3 separate regions of the Rattus norvegicus genome follow, and all the other regions are linked to region 2. A link is a contact called in public Hi-C data. All regions are on one chromosome and are shown on one strand. The core of a region is the stretch at or near the end of the contact, and the rest is flanking DNA. Distances in the headings are between cores, read along the strand shown. Region 1 holds the start of Plgrkt (plasminogen receptor with a C-terminal lysine). Region 2 holds the start of Tekt5l1 (tektin 5 like 1). Region 3 holds the start of Jak2 (Janus kinase 2).

What was found. Hi-C and Micro-C count contacts between places; a contact is called where the count stands out from the background.
Region 1: a Hi-C map of hepatocytes shows a contact between it and region 2, with 2.1 times the contacts expected there. The contact joins the promoter of Plgrkt here to the promoter of Tekt5l1 in region 2. A contact is called at or near these places in 8 of 12 Hi-C or Micro-C datasets (Schwann cells, hepatocytes, kidney and 4 more).
Region 3: a Hi-C map of psoas muscle shows a contact between it and region 2, with 2.1 times the contacts expected there. The contact joins the promoter of Jak2 here to the promoter of Tekt5l1 in region 2. A contact is called at or near these places in 3 of 12 Hi-C or Micro-C datasets (the Rat2 cell line, mammary epithelial cells and psoas muscle).

Annotation. Positions count from the first base shown.
Region 1 is chr1:236,523,275-236,526,920 of GRCr8, reverse strand. Plgrkt (plasminogen receptor with a C-terminal lysine) reads left to right here and starts at 2,081. Exons shown (of 6, transcript NM_001106347.1): 1 at 2,081-2,264; 2 at 3,141-3,248. It also overlaps a transcript of Cd274 not described here.
Region 2 is chr1:236,116,740-236,119,975 of GRCr8, reverse strand. Tekt5l1 (tektin 5 like 1) reads left to right here and starts at 1,482. Exons shown (of 5, transcript NM_001402563.1): 1 at 1,482-2,107; 2 at 2,203-2,393. Cdc37l1 (cell division cycle 37-like 1) reads right to left here and starts at 1,346. Exons shown (of 7, transcript NM_001011941.1): 1 at 1,119-1,346. The coding sequence starts at 1,250.
Region 3 is chr1:236,407,221-236,410,868 of GRCr8, reverse strand. Jak2 (Janus kinase 2) reads right to left here and starts at 1,964. Exons shown (of 25, transcript NM_031514.1): 1 at 1,917-1,964; 2 at 1,522-1,604.

The sequences.
Region 1 (3,646 bases), core at 832-3,331, 410 kb before region 2:
CTGAAGCCCACACCCTCATCACCATTCCCCAACGCTCCCTCAGTCACGTGTACGATTCTTGGGATGCTACGAGATGCTTCTACGAGATGCTTCGGTTGAGCTCCATGAAGCCTCCTTGGATTCAGGTTACACTCTGAAATGTACCCGCCCCTGCTCGCTCGGCACAGCTCTCCTTGGCTCCCCCGCCCTCTTCCACCACAGTTATTTTCAGTTACTGGGTTTCAGTGTCAAGCCCTGACAAGCTACAGCATCATTAAAAAAAAAAGCTATCAAATTAATAGGATGAAAGGACGATAACGATTAAAAGTGTCAGTCATAGTAAAACAGGTCGCATTTTCAAACGTCAGACTCTCGCGTCCATGCATTAGATTACCTGACTTGTAGGGTAGTTTTTACGAGTTGCAGTTCCTGACGCTGGCTCTACTTTAAGGCTGTAGAAATGGCAACATCTTACTCAAGCAATTTACATGATACAAGTAGGAATCACACCCCGAACGATGCTCCAGTGTCTGATACACAGAGGCCACACTGGGGGGACTTGACGTGAGCATCTTTATCCACTGCTATCACAGCGTGTGCGTTTTCTGGCCCCTCAGTTAAACCTTGACTTGTATGCTCCAGCAATGCTATGCCTACAGCCCAAGACAACTGACGGTATGCTCACAAAACTAACCGCGTTGTTCCTACTAGACTAACTAGAACCATCCAAGTGTCCCTCCGTCTGAACGGATACACAAAATGTCTTATATTCATACGCCGGACTACTTTTTAGTCCCAACAAGAAATGGAGCCATGAGCCATGCTATAATGTACTCGTTTGATTTTTGTTTCTAATTTACACTTAATATTTATTTACTCTCTGCGCGTGCAAGTGCACACTTAGGGACGTCAGAGGACAGCTTGCGAAAATGGGTTCTTTCCTTCCACCATGTGGATCTCAAGAACAGAACTGGGTCTCAGGGTGGCAAGCACATTTACCCACTGAGCCACCTCACCAGCCCCCATACTGTAGCTTAGATGAACACACACACACACACACACACACACACACACACGCACACACACACACACACACACACACACAGTGTTAAAGTAAAAGAATCCAGTGAAAAGTCCGTTTCATTTATATGATCTATCTAGAATACATAAGTCTTTGAAAAGGTCAAAAATAGATTAAGATGGGTTCTATAGGTTGACTGCATGTGTCATTGTCCCATAATGATAGGTTCTATTGATTGACTGAGAAAAACAGCTCATGATGAAGGAACGATCTGCTGTGATCTCGCCCACAGAGCGCAAATGTTAACCACCTCCACTCCCAGCCTCCGGGGCCGAAAACATGTTCTAAATCTTTCTCTTTGAAGATACAACCCTGCATGTTTAACATTCTTGTGCTTATCTGCAGGTACAAGGACTTCTGTCCTTCCTACAGTTTACAGAGCTGGGAACAGAACAGAGGCCAGTTTAGTCTCCTGATCTGCTGCCCATCACTCTCCAAAAGCATTTACTCCTAGCTACATGTACCTGCTCCCATAAATGGGACTAAAGATACTGTTGCAATTTCCCCATCTAAAAGTCAGAATCCGGAAGACTGAAGCTAAGAGCATCTATACAAGCCTGCTAGGCTAGATGTGCCTGAAAGTTGTCTTCTCTAAGGTGTGGTGTCACCCAAGGATAAGACGGGGCCCTTCCTAAAGGCTGTGAAGCATGTACTATTTTCCCAGCCGGTTGCATAGCAAGTGCTAATGGGTCCTTGAGTGTTTCCTCAGTGAAGCAGGGAGCTGTACTCTAGACAGACAATGCTGGTAGGAGTATGTAATGTGGAAAGCACATAAGGAAATATGGAAATTCTGGCCACTGTTTGCTTTTGTTCCCTGTTTTCTCTTTGCGATTTGATGGTGTCGTTTTTTTACAGGCTGGGGAACCCGAGGACTTGAAATGACATTTCCATGCTGCTTCCTCCACCTTCCCTCAAAATCACACACTATACTGGACCCTGCAGCTTGGAATTTGCCGCTCTTGCCCGCCCCACACACCTCCCGGCTCCAGGCGCCTGCACCGGAAGGACATCCCAAGCCTCCTCCGGCACCGGCACCGGAGCACTTAAAGGAGCCAGAGGCCACGCTGATTGGTTGAAGCTCGTGAGCCACTGTCAAAGCCAACCAATCCTGGGTCTCTGCTGAGCAAGGTACAGTCTGTGCCGCGATCGCTCTGGAGCTCTGGCTAGAGGCCTCTGCAGTGGCCACCGCCCCGCACCGCGTCGCGTGAGTGCATCGGGCAGCAGGAACCTGGGAGGGAGGGTCGGCTCGGTTGCATGGCCCCGCACAGCTGCAGCTCCGGCTAGGTAGGGAAGGCCGGGCTCTGGGTTCTGCTGATGTCCCCAAGGCTGACAGGTATTGCCAACCCGGTACTGTGAGTGTGACCTCTCCATACCATTGTCGCCAAGTTGGGACAAGTCTGCTGAGTGCAATGGACAGGGAAATGGAGTACCTTTAGGGAAATACCTAAATGACGATAAACTGGCTCAACAGAGCGAGAGTGGAAACAAAACAAAACAAAAAACACCCCCAGAGGCTATGTGCTTCCTTCTAGGGAACATGCTTTGGAAGGTTTATTGAGAATGGTTGTGACGATGTGACCAACCAAAAATTCTGGTACTAAATAAGGGAAGAAATTCTTTTCCTTCTAAATTGAATCCTGGTTCCTAGGATGGCCAAAGAAAGTCTGTCTGAGATTTGCACAATCAACATACCCTCCCCAACACACCTTTCCAGGGTAATTTGAATCATGGGCGCTTGGAACTGGAGCATTAACACCACTGCTTCCCCACCCCCACCCAAAACAAACAAATGAACAAACAAACAAACAAACAAATAAAAACAAAACAGGAGCAGCCTGGACTTACGTCAGTATCCTTCATCCTCCAGAACACTGTGGTTTTCTGTGTCGCCTGTAATAAAATCAGTTTGGGGCCACTCTTACTTATTGCTGATAGCGTTTTGTCTCTGGGAGTGAGAAATTTGAAGGTATTTGGGACGTCCTAAGGAAAGGGTGCAAAATGGCTTTGTCAGGTATGGGCAGAAGAGGTTGGAAACACTGTTCAAGGGTGAAGTTACAAGGTGTGGCATACTCATTTACAGGTGATCTCCAGAGGGACACTCCTACCTTCCTTCTACCTTTAGCTGTGAACCTGAGATTTCCCTGACACATCCAAAGTCCAAGTCCAAGAGTGCAAGGCCCAGAAAGAGGTAAGCTTAAATCCCAACTTTCCAAAGTGTTTCTCTGCTCTCCTTGAGATGACTGATGGGAAGATTGTCCTACTACTTCAAGGGAGGGAGAGCTCACCCCCTTAGAAAGCGTGTGTGTGTGTGTGTGTGTGTGTGTGTGTGTGCGCGCGCGCGTGCCCATGTGTGTGCGTGCGTGTGTGTGCTCGAATGCGCAGACTAGAGAACAGTAGGTTTCTTTTAAGATGTTTGAAGATTCTTGCAACAGGTGAAAAATTCAACCAAAGTTTGCCTTCTGCTGGACCATTCCTATTTTGCACAAGCGTTTGTGTATAGTAGAAGCCACAGAGACTATCAAGATGGATGATAACGTTTCTCAGTTGGAAATGACTCATGTGAGCTGCCAATGCTTAGATAACAGA
Region 2 (3,236 bases), core at 233-2,732:
GGGTTTCTTGGATTACTTCTTTTTGCATCAACCACAATGCACTGAAATTGAGACAGTTTTCCCTTGACTGTCCAAACGGACAGCAATAAATTTTTGTTTTCTCCCTCTGTAATACTATGTTTACACAGATGACACTAGAGCTCTGTAATTAGTGGATGACTACTGACCCATCAACTCTCATTCTGCCTCACTTTCCCGATGACTAGTGGGATGACTGTAGTCTGTGGCTATGAAACAGCACACTTGTGTGTGAGCCCAATCAACTCAGCTGGTTGGCAGAATTAACCTACACTTGCCGGCAGACGATTTAAACCAGTCATCTTTAAGAAAAGCTGTTATAAAAGCTGTCATTACATTTTTGCAAAAACGCCTAAGAATCAGCCATCTACTATCAATTTCATTGAAAAGATTAGGGTTTTGTATGTGCTTTTGAAATCTAGTTCACAACACACCCAGGTGAGAAGTCAGCCATAAAAGCCTAAGTGAGATACCACACTTGACAGTTTCTGATGCAGGACAGCTGGGTTGAAAAACACACGTAATGTCAGAACTTCGGGTGGAAGTCTGAAAGAAAAGCCAATTCTGTGGCTGTACGTTTTCACTGGAGACTGACACGGAATGAAACTATGAATACAGTAAGGGACCAATGATAGAAACGGAGGTGTGTGCAGCGTCAAAGGCGAGGCTTACAGAATTTGCTGAGATATCAGCGTGGGAAAGAGCACGTGAGATGTTTATGTCAGGACTCGGTGTACTATTATAGAAGTACAATCACACTCTGTTCCTATCAACTGTGCACAAAGTAGCTGGAGCTTGTAATAAAGGCTCGGATGAAAGCACGCACAAGAGGACAAAGGGTCAATGTTATGTAGGCTGAGCTGCCCGCAAAGCTCCACGCTGACACGAGAGAGGAGGAGGAGGAACCTCTTGCAAAGGTGAGGGGCAACCAGCCCAGGTAAAAGGACAAGTGTGCGTGGACGTGGAGGTCGGGAATGCGCGCGTGGCCACCTCCTTTCTCGTGGAAGATGCTGCCAGGGCTGTGGCTTGGCATCAGTCCCCCGCGATGCCCGCAGACATTTCCCATCCCCCGTCCCTAGCAGAACGCAGGCCGCTGTTACCTGGGCGCCGCCGTCCGGTACCGGAGAGTAGTGGGAAGAAGAGGGGGACACGTCTAAGTCACTCTCTTCCTCGGTCTCCCCGCCAGTCCTCGGGAAGCTCCAGGGGCCCGGTGGCGGCCACGGCTGCTCCATGTCCCACTGGTCCGGGCCCGACAACCGCCACCGCTAACGGCCCTGGCGTGAGTGGAACCTGCTGGGCGGAGCCAGCCGCCCAGCCGGCCACGGTCGTTACCCAGAATCCCTCTGCCGCTGGCGAAGCCGATGCACCCCCGGAGCAGGCCTGGACTGTGCCGCCGGCGGACTGCGGAAGAAGAAGTAGCCGGTCAGTGCGTCATTTCCGGTGGGCGTGGTCGGGCGTGCCCACCTCTGGACTAAGAGAGAAAGTCTGGCGCTTAGGTCCTGGGAAGCTAACTAGGGTTTCTGTTGGTTCGGATCCGAGCGGTCCAAGGGTGTTCTGACTTGTCCCTCTTCTGTATCAAAACTACAGCTTCTTCGTGCACAGGAGTCTAAGTTGGAGTCGAGGGGGGCCGTTTTAGAACGCAGAACCAACTTTCCTTTAGCTTCAAATTTCCCACTACAAGACTGGTCTCCAAACCCTCTTACAGCAGAGGAGGACACTAAAAATAAAATTCCGGAGCAAGCACGTTTGTAAAGAATTGAAACAAGTAGTAGATATCAGAGGACTTTCTGTCTCTTGAATCTTTTAGAACCGTGAAGATCCGTATGCTGGCTGTCTCTTTTCTTTTTGAGCCAAAATGAGCCCCCATAGCCCGAGAATACATTTAAAGAGAAAAACCCAAAGATTGGGAATGTACCCTAGCGCTCACTTAACACAGACAAGACCCTGATTTCAGTTTCTAGGACCAGGGAGAGAGAAACAGAGACATCGAAGAACTAGAAAAGCCTAACTTCACAACCTGCATGTTTAACAATCAGGCTTGTTATACGATAAGACAACAGAATATCAATCTTTCACCTTTGATTGACTGGTAAACTAACTGTGTGTGGGGGTTGGGTGGGGCAGGGAGGTACACAGCGGGTAGGCCAGAGGACATCAGTTCTCCTGATCTGTCATTTTTCACAGCATTCCCTTGAGACAAGGTTTCTCATTGAGCTTGAAGAACTGACACCAAGCCTTCTGTCTCAGTCCACTTACAGAGCTGGGGTCAGAGGTGCAGGCTTGTTGGGGATTTGAACTTAGGTACTCGTGCTTGCTCCGCTAGTATTTTTACCTACGACATCATCTGCCTTAGCCCTGAGTGGAAGACTCTAAAGGTTAGTTAATCCTAATGGTTGAGTAGTACATGAGAAAAATGTTGTTACAAATGCTGTGTAACATTTAAGGAAGAGGGATGACATGAGAAGCTTATGTGCTTAGGTTCTGCTCTTTCATAACCAGGAAAATATCCAACAGTATTTTTACAGCAGTATCCAAAAATGTATCTATGAAGATGTTTTGAGGGTAGTAAAAGAAAGCTAAAAATAAGTCGAAGCAATGGAAGAGTAGATCTCAGTGTACTGATTGGGGAAGTATCTTTGAAATGAACTAGAAGTGGTGGTACAAGTCTGTAATCCCGGGAAAGGCTGAGGCGAGAGGATTATCCAGTTCACTACCACCCTGGGCTACATAGATGGGGCACTAAGTTAAAGAAACCACATTGCAGAATTAGCTTATATAAAGTAAGAACTTGCAGCTGGTTTGTTTGTTTGTTTGTTTTAAAGAGCAGGGCAGAGAAAGAACAAGCTAGAAAATTAGAAAATATTGCCAGAGTTGGTTTGAGACCAAGCAGAGCAAATAAACAAATAAATAAATAAATAAAGTAAGTAAGTAAGTAAGTAAGTCAGAGGTTGAGAGAGAAGTCAGATTGAATCAGTTATCTTGGAGAAGTGTTTGAGTGAGACACCTGACTTGAACCAGCCAGCCGCTGCTCAGAAAGAACTAGAAAGACTGAGCTTATTTAGACACAAGACTCAGAGGCTGAAAACATTCTCAGCCTAGATGAGATTTGTGGAGCTAGAAGCTTCCAGGGCTAGGTCTAGGTTGACAGATTGCAGTAAGCCTCGGAGATGACAATTATTCAGGAGAATAAAAGATGCTTTTATAAAAATCTTGGAAGA
Region 3 (3,648 bases), core at 715-3,214, 290 kb before region 2:
AGGGAGCCTAAAAAAGGAAAAACAGCGTAATGGAGGGGCAAAGGACAAGTCTGTGCACAGTTAACCACAAGAGGGCAGCACCACCAGGCTCAGGAGTCAAACCCTTCCCATACAAAGGCTGTAAATACATTGGCATGCAGTTTCTCCATGCTCTGTGGAAGAAGCACCAGGACTGACCACCTATGCACCGCCCAGCTAGAAACCTCCTTTGCCTGACCAGCTACGAGAAGCTAAGACTTTCAAAAGTGGCCGAACCATTCACTACTCTGTACGCATCCCACCAAGGCTCGCACAATGCTCTAAGAAAATAAATTGTAAGTAATACAGCCATGAAACGGAAAGAACACCATTATCCTAACCTAGGTCCACACACTCAGATCTAACTCCAAAGTCAATGGTCTTTTCCTATTTTGCCAGAAAAGGAGTCCATCTTTCAAGAATAACCTATCTGGTTATTGGCAGAGAAAAAACATGTTTGCTTTTCTCATTCAAGACACCTTCAAATTACAAAGGAAAAGACACTAAAAGAAACGAAGCCGGGTGGGTGGTGGCGAAGGCTTTTAATCCCAGCATTTGGAAGGCAGAGGCAGGAGATTCTCTGAGTTGGAGGCTAGCCTGGTCTACAGGGCAAGTTTCACGATCCTCCACAAAGGCAAAACCAACCCTGAGTGCTCGCCTACACGTTGTAGCCTACACGTTGGGCAGCTTCCAGTCCAGGTAAATGTTATCGCCTGTAGACTACTGAGTACTATTAGGAGAAGTCCTGGACACATCCAGTCTGCAGATGCACCACACTCAAGCGAACTCACATACAACCAAAGGATCTTAATATCTGGAATAGTAAACAGGTAGAGGACATAGAGAAAGAGGACCAAAAATTGATGATTCATTTTCAAATCTGCTGGGAATTATATCAGACTATTTGCAGTAAGCCAACAATTCACTCATACAAACCTATTATGAAACCAAAAGCAACCTCCCACTCTCTTATTCCCACTTCTGTTTCCCTTCTTCGCATTTCTCCTCCTCTCTGTGACAACACTCAGTGGCTCCTGCCCTTTCATTCCTCTGACAGACTAGTAACCACCGGAAAGCAAACTACGTACATTCAACCGACAAGGCAGGTGAATACAGGAAGCATTCAATGTGGCAGCAGAAACTCAGCAAAAACAACCAGTGTGTTCCCTCAACCCGTATTTCTAATTACTTGAAAATTAAGACTCGGGCTACCTAAAGAGAAAGGGGAGAAGGGGACGACTTCTTTTTTTCCTCTCTGCAAGACCACACTGTAAAGCCAACAAAGACTGCTTCTTAAAGGATCCAAGAGACACAATAAATACCACCCAATTATTCTCCCACAGCAACAGGAAAAGTTCAACACTGCCATTTTCGCAGTAAGCAACAATTAGCCCTGTCGTTCTACACAAGCATCCAGCCTCCCTAGCAGGCACTGGCTCGCAGATCTCAGACGCCCTTGTCTTTAACTGCAGCACCCAGGCAGCCCCGAGATCTAACACCCACCTTCCCGGGAGGGGAAAGAAGGGCCTCTTCTTCTGTGGAGGAAAAACAGTTCACATCTTGTTCCCGTCGCCTGCTTCAGGAACCTAAAAACAGAAACAGCAGTCACTAACTCAGAAACCCGGGGCAAATAGATGCTTTTTCCCCCCAGCGCTGTTTAGACGTCTAGAAAAATTTACAGAAGAATAAGAAAGAGGGTGGGTCGGGTTCTAAGGCACACCGGGATGCGTGCATTTATCAACAGCCAGCCACTCCTTCCTAGGCTGTCGGAAACCCGCAGGTTTTCTAGCTTTGAAGTTCCCTGCCAGCAGAGGGGGGCTAAGTGGCGAGCAGGAGGCGGGACCGCAGGGAGAACCGCTGCCCCCCACCCCCATCCAGCAGCAAGGGACTGCACCCACCGGCGACACGGGTCGGGCCACACAGGAGCGCCCGGAGGCGCGCAGGATCCGCTCCTCCGCGACGTGTCGGGAGGGCCGAGGTCTAGGGAGCCCCCGGGCCGGGCGTAGGGTCGAGCGGCCGCCAGGCTGGGCCCTAGGGGGCCCTCCCGCGCGGGCTTGGCCCGCACTCACATCCCGCAGCGGCGGACCCGGGAGCCGCCTGCAACCCTCGTCCGGACCGGCGCCTCCGGACCCGGGGCCGCGGCCGAGGCGCCGACGCCGCGCGAGCTCGCCCAGAGCCGGGGCCCGCCCAGCCTGTCAGCTCGGCGGGAGGCCGGCGGTAGCCGCTGCTGCCCCCTTTCTGCTCTGCCTCAGCTTCCTGCAGCCCACGCCACGCCCACCGCGCGCCGAGCCCGTCCCCGCCCTCCAGGGGCCGCACGCCGCCTCGGCTCGGCCAGCGACTCCGGCTCAGTCGCCCCTGCGCGGCGGGCTCTGTCGCGGCGCAGCCTCAGGCCGAGAGCCGAGGAGCCGGGCGTAGGCAAGCCAGCGGAGGTGGGGCGGAGGCGGAGGCGGAGGCCGGCACGTCCCACTGCGCCTGCGCCGCCCGCGGGGCTGGGCCCAGGCTGGGGAGGCGGTCGCGGGCTCCGGGGAAGCGGAGGCGCGCGTGGAGATTCCCGGGGCAGCCCCAGGGCGAGAGCGCGCGAGGAGGAGGAGCGAGGCGGGTGCGGGTTAGCGCAGTCTCTGGGCGTGCTTGCGGCCTCCGCTCGCCGAGGAGCCGGCTGGGAATGAGTCAGCCCGGCCGGGAAGGCCCCGGTGCGTCCGAGCTGATAGGATAGGCAGCCGCTGCCTCCGCGGAGACTTTCCCCTTCCTGCTTTCGCTTCCACATGTGGCTCCCTGCCCTAAGCGCTCAGCCCAGGGGACGTGGCACCGTGGACCGGGCACTGAGACCCAAATCTTCTGTTAGCCACCACTTCTGCAAAGGGGCGGGTTGGAAGAAGAAACGACACGCAGGGTCCCAAAGAGCCACGTTCATTCATTGAAGAACAAAGTCTCCCAAGGATAGCAGATGAAGACAACCTCCATTCTATATACTCTATTCTCATAGAAACCACAAAATACGCTTTAAATCTGCACTGTGCTGTGTGTGTGCTTGCCAGTAACATGGACACACACACACACACACACACACACACACACACACACACACACACACACACGGATCTGAGTGGAGATGTTATTTTGGGATGACCAGAAAAGAACCCCTAGAGTGACATTTGAGCAGAAACTTGAAGGATGAGAACGATCCAGTCCTGGAACTATCTGGTTTCAAGAAAGCTAAAAATGAGAAGGATTTCTGAAAAGGGGATGTGTTTGGCACTTTTAAGGACCACGAAAGAACCCTCTATGGAAGACAGTAAAAGGAAAGGGGCTAAATAATAAGAGTTCAAAGAAATAACTGGGGCCATTCTGTATAGGGCTTTTTTTTTTACTCTTAGCCCCAGGTTTGTGAACCGAAATGAAACATGCATAACACCCACAACCCCCTTGCATACATGATGCATTCAGATCTTACATCTAGTGATTTTCTTTTCCTTCATTTTTGAGTCAAGAATTCACAATGTAGCGCTTACTAGCCTCGAAATCACAGAAATCCTCCTACCTCTGCCAGGAGAATGCCGAGATCAAAGGTGTGTGCCGCCGCACAATGCATGGTTTCTTTAAGTAATTGTCATCAAAGCGAACGATAACGCA